2 separate regions of the Astyanax mexicanus genome follow, and region 2 is linked to region 1. The links are chromatin contacts, called in public Hi-C maps. All regions are on one chromosome and are shown on one strand. The core of a region is the stretch at or near the end of the contact, and the rest is flanking DNA. Distances in the headings are between cores, read along the strand shown. Region 1 overlaps nr3c2 (nuclear receptor subfamily 3, group C, member 2). Region 2 holds the start of nr3c2 (nuclear receptor subfamily 3, group C, member 2).

Region 1 (4,733 bases), core at 1,562-4,061:
ATATATATATAAATAAACACCTACACTAAGTAAAGTTTAATTGTCCCACATTAGGGAAATTTACTCTACTGTAAATATATATTTTTCAGTGCGGCCCACCTTGGCAAATTATATATTTTTTAACACACTTTTTTGGCTGTCCAATATATTTTGTATCAATAATTCATAGTTTTATAGATTTTTTATGTATATATTTTTTTTAATAAACACCTACACTAAGTAAAGTTTAATTGTCCCACATTAGGGAAATTTACTCTACTGTAAATATATATTTTTCAGTGCGGCCCACCTTGGCAAATTATATATTTTTTAACACACTTTTTTGGATGTCCAATATATTTTGTATTAATGATTTATAGTTTTATTGATTTTTTTCATAGATTTTTTAATGAACAGTTACACTTAGTAAAGCTTAATTATTCTACATTAGGGAAATTTACTCTACTGTAAATATATATATTTTTCCGTGTGGCCCACCCTCAGTGTGTGGAGCTGTTATGAGATGAGTAGAGGGTAGATGGCTGTAATAAATGCCTCTCGTTTACTTTTCCAAACTAAAGGCCAATTTCTTTAATGGTCGTCCCGCGAGCGCCGCACGGCTGATTCAATTCCTCTCCGGTAAAGCCGCTCCGCTTCACCCAGCAATTAATCAAACCTGTCCCGCCGAACGCTCCGGAACCCGGCACCGTCCCGCTGAAGAGCAGCCCGACCTTCACTCAGCCGGAAGGCTCCTGAACTCCGCCGCAGGTAGATGACTTTGCCGAGCAAGCAGAAGGAGAACGAGCTCTGATACGGCAGAGTAACCCGAGCGAGCGCTTTATTCCTGTTTTCTTGCTTTTTATTGATGTTCCGGTAATGCAGTTTCACCAGCTTTATCCATAAGTCATCAGCCGTGACCTCGAGTAAATGCGTGTGTTATTCTATAGAAAATAACATCAAAGAACAAGCTAAAGGAAATCAGTCAAACACTGTTTCTCCAGTAAAGAGCAATATATATATATATAACATAGAGCTATTATTCAGACTGTGCTCTGGGTCAATTCATATTTATTTTAATTATTTAACTACTTTGTTAAAACTACCAAGAAGAAAAGTTGAAAAGAAGGAAAAAGGGATAAAAGTGGCTTCCTGGGTTCAGCAGTTCAGAAGTGGCTGCTAGGGTGTTGCTGGGTGGTGGTTGTGGGGTTGGTAGGTGGTTGATATGTTGTTCCATGTGGTTGCAATACTGAGATTTTTTGTTCCTCTAGGATTTCTTTTGCAGAAACTTTAAATTCAATTCATTTTTTTGCGCATAATATATCACACAAATTATTGCTACCTAGTGTGTTAACCATTTACTGCATTTTACGCACTATGAGGCACACTGTACTATAAGGAGCACTATCAATGAACTTCTATTTTCTGGTCTATTTTCATACCGATATAATCGCCTCTGAATGGCGAAAGAGCTAGCACTGTGGTTAACTGCTAATGCTAATGCTGCTCCAGCCTTGGTGCTGGAGAAACTTCACTGAAACTCACCCTTATAACGCTATACTTTACCGGAGTGTCTTTACTGCTTCTTAATACCTGACTGGTATAATTCATACATAAGGAGCACCGGATTATAAGGCACACTGACGGTATGTGGGAAAATTAAAAGATCTTAAGTGCACCTTGTAGTCTGAAAAATACGGTAATTATGTGTTTTACTATAGTAAGTACTAATATTTGTGATCTTTATTATAAAAGTGGCTCCCTGGCTTCAGTAGTTCAGAAGTGGCTGCTAGGGTGTTGCTGGGTGGTGGCTGTGGGGTTGATAGGTGGTTGATATGTGTTTACATGTGGTTGCAATACTGAGATTTGTTTGTTCCTCTAGGATTTCTTTTCTTTTGTAGAAACTTTAAATTCAATTCAAAGTACACCATTTTAAGTGGTTATTAAGGTATTGCTGGTTTGTTGGTATGGGGCTGATGGGTAAATGAATTCCTTTGGAAAATATTAGATGGAATCACAGAGATTATTGCTACCTAGTGTCTTAACCATTCACTGTATATTGCCGGAACCTGAGTGTTCCGGTAACCTAGAGTGCTATTAGCTAGCGGTTCGTCCCACGTAGCTTGTTTTAACACAGTAAACACGCAGACTACAGAACGATATACTCGCCTCTGAGTGGCGAAAGCGCTAGTGCTGCGGTTAGAGGCTAATGCTAATGCTGCTCCAGCCTTGGTGCTGGAGAAACTTCACTGAAACTCCTGTATAACACAGTACTTCAGCAGAGTGGCTTTACTGCTCCTTAATTCCTTAAATAATAAGAAGCACTGGATTATAAGTCACACTTACGACATTTTGAAAAAATTAAAAGATTTTAAGTGCGCCTTATAGTCCTCTTATAAAATACGGTAATTCTGTGTATCAGTACTATGGTAAGTACTGATATTTGTGATCTTTATCATAAAGTGCTCTCCACTTTGCCCTTTTTGCTATTTATTTTAACATAAAAAAGTCCAAAAAGTTCAGAATCTATACAAAACAAAGCCACAGGAATGGATTGTGATAACTATCCACGAGTGAGAAATAAAAAATTTTGAGCCAAATGTATCAATAAGCATTTTAAGGCATGCTCTGTAGGCCAGGAGAGCAGGAGAGACCTGGGAGGGTTAATACTGTAAAAATAAATATCCAGCTGCACCACATGCCTGAGACCAGCCCAGCACCGGCGGCGGGGGGGCGAGGGCCGACCCCTCCTCCCACAGGAGCCTCGGCGAAACTCTGTCTGCTCCCTGACTCAGCACTCCGCTCTCCACAGCGTTACGCAACCGCTAAACAATTACGCTGAAAGGGTTAACCTGCTGACAGGGGCCGGGGGAAACTGCCGCCGCCACCGCTATTAAGACTGGAGTGCAGCGCAAAGCAGCTCAGAGAGGGTTTAAGGGCTCTCGGGGGAGCGCTGCCCTGCGGAACGATTCCTCCGCCGCCTGCTTTCTTCAACACGGCCGAGTCTCACCGGGGACGCGAGAGTCAGGCCTGAAACGACTCCCAAAACACAAGCAGTGACTCAGCAGTTCCTCCGCCATCACTAGGGTTCTGGTTGGGTGATATTGTGGCATGTGGAGATCTCCGTCTCCGAGTGCTACGCTCTGTTTTTTTGCTGTTAAGGAAGTTTCACATAAATCATGAATCTCACAGAGCACCAAAGTCACCCAGGGTGATCCTTCAGTATTACTAAAGGTGTTAACCCTTTGAACCCTAGGCTGTTTTGGTGTTTATCAGCTAGTGGTTCGTCTCCCGTAGCTTTTTTGTGTTTTAACACAGTAAACAGACTGTAGACTACACTCTGATATACTCATCTCTGAACGACAAAAGAGCTAGCGCTGTGGTTAGAGGCTAATGCTAATGCTGCTCCAGCCTTGGTACTGGAGAAACTTCACTGAAACTCCTGTATAACTCTGTACTTCACTGGAGTGGCATACATAAGGTACACCAGATTATAAGGCTTAGTGCTAGTTAACGCCAGCCGACAGCGCTACACTGAGGTAACCCAGCGAGCTATCAGCTAGCTTTTCGTCCCACGTAGCTTTTTGTGTTTTAACACAGTAAACAGACTGTAGACTACACTCTGATATACTCTTCTCTGAACAACAATAGAGCTAGCGCTGTGGTTAGAGGCTAATGCTAATGCTGCTCCAGCCTTGGTGCTGGAGAAACTTCACTGAAACTCCTGTATAACTCTGTACTTCACTGGAGTGGCTTTATTGCTCCTTAATACCTGACTTGTAGAGTTCATACATACGGTACACCAGATTATAAGGCTTAGTGCTAGTTAACGCCAGCCGACAGCGCTACACTGAGGTAACCCAGGGCACTATCAGCTAGCTGTTCGTCCCACGTAGCTTGTTTTAACACAGTAAACTCGCAGACTACACTCTAAAATACTCATCTCTGAACAGTGAAAGAGCTAGTGATCCTTTTACTAAAGGTGTTTTGGTGTGTTTTTTTTCCTCTTTCAGGTCTAATGTAAAATGTAAAAGGAAGCAGAATTGTTATATTTTCCTGGAACTGATCATGTTTTGGTCATAATTTTACCAAGTGCCTGTTTTATTTTTACTTATTTTTTAAATGTATAGACTTTAAATACTTTAAATATATTCACACCTAAGATATATTTTCAAAAATGGTCAATAACAGTTCATTACATGGATTATTAATAATTACTCTGACAAAATACATGGAGAAACAGCATCAGGCGGAGTTATTTATCTTAATAATCAATAATCACACCTCTAGGATACATGTAGATACTAAAAACCTGACACTCAGAGCAGCCTATGCCTTTCAGTATTTTAATCAGGACACACAAAGGAAACTACAGTATTTACAAAAATGTAAACTTTTTAGTCTTAAATAAATAAAAATGTTAAGCACAAAATAACTACTTAGTAAAAATGTGCAAGTAAAACCAAAACTATATTAAGTAGTGCGCACACCATACCTAGCTTTAGTTTGAGTAATGCAGGTAGTTTCATTCATTCCAGTAATGGGGATATGGGAGGAGTGTGGCACAAGACACACTTGTGCTGTGATTGGATGTTGCTTCAGTAATTCCATGTTGGTTGTTAAGGTGTTGCTTAATTGTTGCTATGTGGTTGCTATGCCATTATAACTGGATGCTCTTATATGACTGTGATGAAGTGGGTTGTTGCTTAAGCATTTCCAGAGTAATTGCTGGGTGGTTGCTAAGAGGTTGCTGAGTG
Region 2 (4,494 bases), core at 845-3,344, 44 kb after region 1:
ATGCCATCGCGCCGCGAGCGACGAGTACAATGCGTTATGCATTACCGTAGGTGTCCTTAGCGTGCATGCACGCGCTGACTAGCGGTTTTCACTGTCAAACAGGCACGGGACGGAAAAACGCAGCGGGAGCAGCTCGCGCAGTGCACTGACACTGACCAACCTTCAAGGCTCGTGCACTCACTCATGCAACTCGGAGTTGCTCGGACACAGTTTAGAGCAGGGCTGACTATGCACGAGCAAAGCAGTGGGATGTTGCTTGCATGAATGCATGCATGTATGTGTGCGTGCGTGCATGCGCTCAGGATTTGTTGGAGCACACTTCAACAAAGTAATAAATAATAACACTATAACAGCACTGTTGGGAGCAGCGCGATTTGTGGCGCGAGCGCTACAAACAGCTCCAGCGCTACTAGACTGTCGCGCGGCACATCGCGTTTGCTCACCCCTAACCGATATGATACAACTATTGATTGTTTTGATAGTTGACTAGTCTAACGGTTATTTTTTCTGATTAATCGATTAGTCAGCGATTATTTCTGCCATGTCCTCTAATCTCTGCCTTCTGTTGGTACAGCTCCTGATCCTATAGCTTTTTCTATCTTTGCACCAAAATGTTAAAAACAGCACAATATGGGATTTAAATGCCCTTTAAATGCCCAGTAGGCACTTTTTTTGCCCTGTCTTTAGTACATTACATTACAGTTTCAAATTAACGACTAGTCAACATTGAATTTGGAGTCAATCCACAATTATTTTTTTATGATTTTTAGATTATATCAACTAAGCATTGTAGTTGTACAGGATTATTTTTTCGACTTTCTCCATCTTCGCTTCAAGGATGTTCTGATACTAAGTGAAAAAAAATGCAGTGCAATGTAATCTGTTGTGTCTTCAAATTTTTTATAATCAACAATTATAAAAGTTATAGATAATATTTTGTAAATGGGACATAGTAGTAATTCTCTCTCTCTCTCTCTCTCTCTCTCTCTATCTATATATATATATATATATATATATATATATATATATATATATATATTAAATCAGAAACATGTTAAAATTCTTACAAACACAAATAGAGGTATGATAAACAATGATTAAAATATCCCATAAAACTGACCTATGGTAGGGATGCACAATATTATTATATTTCAGAATGCCATGATATTAATACTGCAGCTTGTGTATCATATATTGGGTTTATATAAAATACAGCATTTCTTTAGATTAGAATTATGTTTTTTTTGTTTGTTTGTTTTGCTAAGATCAATAAAACATGTACACTATCACACTATAGCACTATAGGGTCCTAAGAGTTTAGCTGTCACTTGAACAGGAGCCTCACCAATGAAATACAGGGACTAATCGAGTAATCGAGGCTCATAATAAAAATAATCGACAGACATTTAAGTAGTCAGCTACTAAAACAGTGCTTAGTTGCAGTTCTTCTTCTTGCAGTGCTGTTTTTATCACTACTTTACTACTTTGAAGTAAAGTGAAATGAAAAGTGCTCCAACAAATCGTATTGTTTATCCAGTAGACTTTGCAACAATTTGCATGACAACAGAAGCGGTAGCGGCGCGAGCGGAGTTTACCTTGATTAAGTCATCCAGGTGTTGTGTCAGGTGTGTCCCCGCCGTCCCCCGCGTTGCTCCGTTCGATTATTCGATTAATCCAAATGAGGGAAAGTAGTTTTCCTCTCCTTTTTCTTCTGTTTGTACTCCTCTCTCTCTCTCTCTCTCTGCTCGTCCACTACTTTGAGCTCGGTGCTGCGCACATCACGCGCTGAGAGGAGGAGGAAGAAGAAGAATAGAAAAAAAAGAAAAAACACCAAAAACCCCAGAAAAACAGAGAAAATCCCGTCCGCGAGTTTCCTCGTGCGCGCGGCTTCAGAAAAAACAACAAACGCACTTGCGTCCTCTTTACCTGTGCGCGCGCATAGGTGTCTGTCTCGCTCGCTCTCTCTCGCTCTGCGCGCGCAGAGTATCCGTGCGTGCGCGTGTGTGTGTATGTGTGTATATACACAGCGCGTGTCTCCGTGTGTGTGTGTGTGTGTGTGTGTATGTATGTTGGGAGTCTGGCGACTGCAGGCTGCTCTACAAAATAATACACCCCCCCCCCGCGCGCTACGTCATAGGCCCCGCCCACTGCACCGAGCTCTATAGAGGGGGAGGGGGGGGTATGAGGTAGATTGCGCGTGCACGAGCCGGAGCGGGGTTACGAGGTAACTCACCGACAGGTGAAGCAAAACAAAACAAGCGGAGTAAAGTTAGTTTGATATTCGATATTCAGCGGAGATTCGCCTTTCGGCCGTTCTCTTGCTCACAGGCAATGTCCTAAACTCTCCCAAATTACATTTTCCAAACCACAGAAGAACAGAGAACAAACTACAAACGTCAGATTTTCTGAAAACACCCAACCTTTCTGTTTCTCCGAGAATATTAACTGAAAATGGCAGGAATCGCTGCAGCGGGCGCTGAAGCTGTTAAGGGACCGTCTGCAAAGTACGGACCCTGATTAAAAACGTAAACATTCACAGCGCCGTTTAATGCATTTCTACTGTAACACGCCCATATGAAATATAGATAAAAAAAATCATACGTAGTCTTTAGAGACACACCTGAAAAATAACTACAACTTTTATTTTTGAAAAATATGTCTCGGTTGATTTTATATTATTTTTTTAATAATAAAAATTGCTACTGTACTGTACTAATATGAAATATAGAAATAAAATCACTTGTAGTCTTTAGAGACACACCTGATAAACATACTACAACTTTTAGTTTTGAAAAATATGACTCGGTTGATTTTATATTAATTTTTTAATAATAAAAATTGCTACTGTACTGTACTAATATGAAATATAGAATATTTCAGTAAATATTCTCGGAGAAACAGAAAGGTTGGGTGTTTTCAGAAAATCTGACATTTGTAGTTTGTTCTCTGTTCTTCTGTGGTTTGGAAAATGTAATTTGGGAGAGTTTAGGACATTGCCTGTGAGCAAGAGAACGGCCGAAAGGCGAATCTCCGCTGAATATCGAATATCAAACTAACTTTACTCCGCTAACAAAACACAGTGATAGCAGCGATTGATGACCGGAGATTCGATTCAGCTGATTCAACCGACTCACTGATTTAGTTCATGAAAAAAGCTTAGAAAAAAAAAACATATGGAGTTATTAAGTAAACCAAAATGTAATAGACATTTATATACAGCTCTGGAAAAAAGAGAGACCACTTAAAAATGATAAGTTTCTTTGATTTTACCAAATTGAAAACATTTGGAATATAATCAAGAGGAAGACTGATGATCACAAGCCATCAAACCAAACTGAACTGCTTGAATTTTTTTACCAGGAGTAAAGGCATAAAGTTATCCAAAAGCAGTGTAAAAGACTGGTGGAGGAGAACATGAGGCCAAGATGCATGAAAACTGTGATTAAAACCCAGGTTATTCTTTAACTCTTGAAAATGTATGAATGTGAGTTTGTTTATTTATTTGCATTATTTAAGGTCTAAAAGCTATGGATTTCTCATTTTCTGCAAATAAATGCTCTAAATGACAATATTTATATTTATAAATAGCAAAATCAGAGAAACTGATTCAGAAACTCCACAGCAATGAGCTGTGGAGAAGTGGAACTTTGTGTGGGGGAATATACAGCTCTGGGGAAAAAAATAACATTTGAAAATTATGAGAATTTTTGATTTTACCAAATTGAAAACCTCTGGAATATAATGTTCATTTTACTTAAACATATACCTATAAATAGTAAAATCAGAGAAACTGATTCAGAAACTGTGGAGACACCTCTTCTCATTTAACATGTTTTATTTCTTTTTATGAGTTTTTGCATTGTATATTTAATATTAAAAACTATATTAAAGCTCTACAGGAACACATGCAGAATTATTCTGTAAACAAAAAATGTTAAACAAACCAGAATATGTTCTATTTCACTTTAGATTCTTCTAAGTAGCACATTTATCTTTGAGGACAGATCTGCACACTCTTGGTTTTAATTTTAATCTCAGTGTCTTCATGAGGGAAAGTCACCTGGAATAGTTTTCTCAGCGTCTTGAAGGAAGGAGTTCCTGGAGGTGCTGAACAATAGTTGCTGCTTTTCTTTCCTTCACGCTGTGAAGCTCCAGCTCATCCCAATTAAATAACCTCAAATCACCATCTCAGTTCATCAGGATTAAATCAGAAGATTAATGTGGAGGAATAACACTTTTTTACTGTTTACTACTTAAATCCATATGTGTCCCTTATTTTTTTAAATGTATTTAATATTAATCTACATTGTAAAAAATACATTAAATAAAGGAATAAAGAAAAACGACATTAAAGTCTATTTAATTTCTAATATTTCTCCTGTAAAGCTTTATTATAGAGGCTTTAGTATCATGATAATAATGTAGCTGCATAGTGTGTAGCATGACTGTGTCTTTAAATTTAGGTTTACTGCCTCAGGGGTTAACACACACACA

What was found. A called contact is a pair of places that touch in the nucleus more often than the background predicts.
Region 2: a Hi-C map of muscle shows a contact between it and region 1, with 5 times the contacts expected there. The contact joins the promoter of nr3c2 here to the enhancer-like site in region 1. A contact is called at or near these places in 2 of 3 Hi-C or Micro-C datasets (both in muscle).

Annotation. Positions count from the first base shown.
Region 1 is chr7:50,769,525-50,774,257 of AstMex3_surface, forward strand. All of the region lies in intron 2 of nr3c2 (nuclear receptor subfamily 3, group C, member 2), which reads right to left. Among protein-coding and RNA genes, the nearest start is that of nr3c2, 44 kb to the right of the region's middle. Within about 2 kb of position 2,812, the one cell type or tissue checked has an H3K27ac peak away from gene starts, as active enhancers do.
Region 2 is chr7:50,813,832-50,818,325 of AstMex3_surface, forward strand. nr3c2 (nuclear receptor subfamily 3, group C, member 2) reads right to left here and starts at 2,095. Exons shown (of 9, transcript XM_049481378.1): 1 at 1,596-2,095.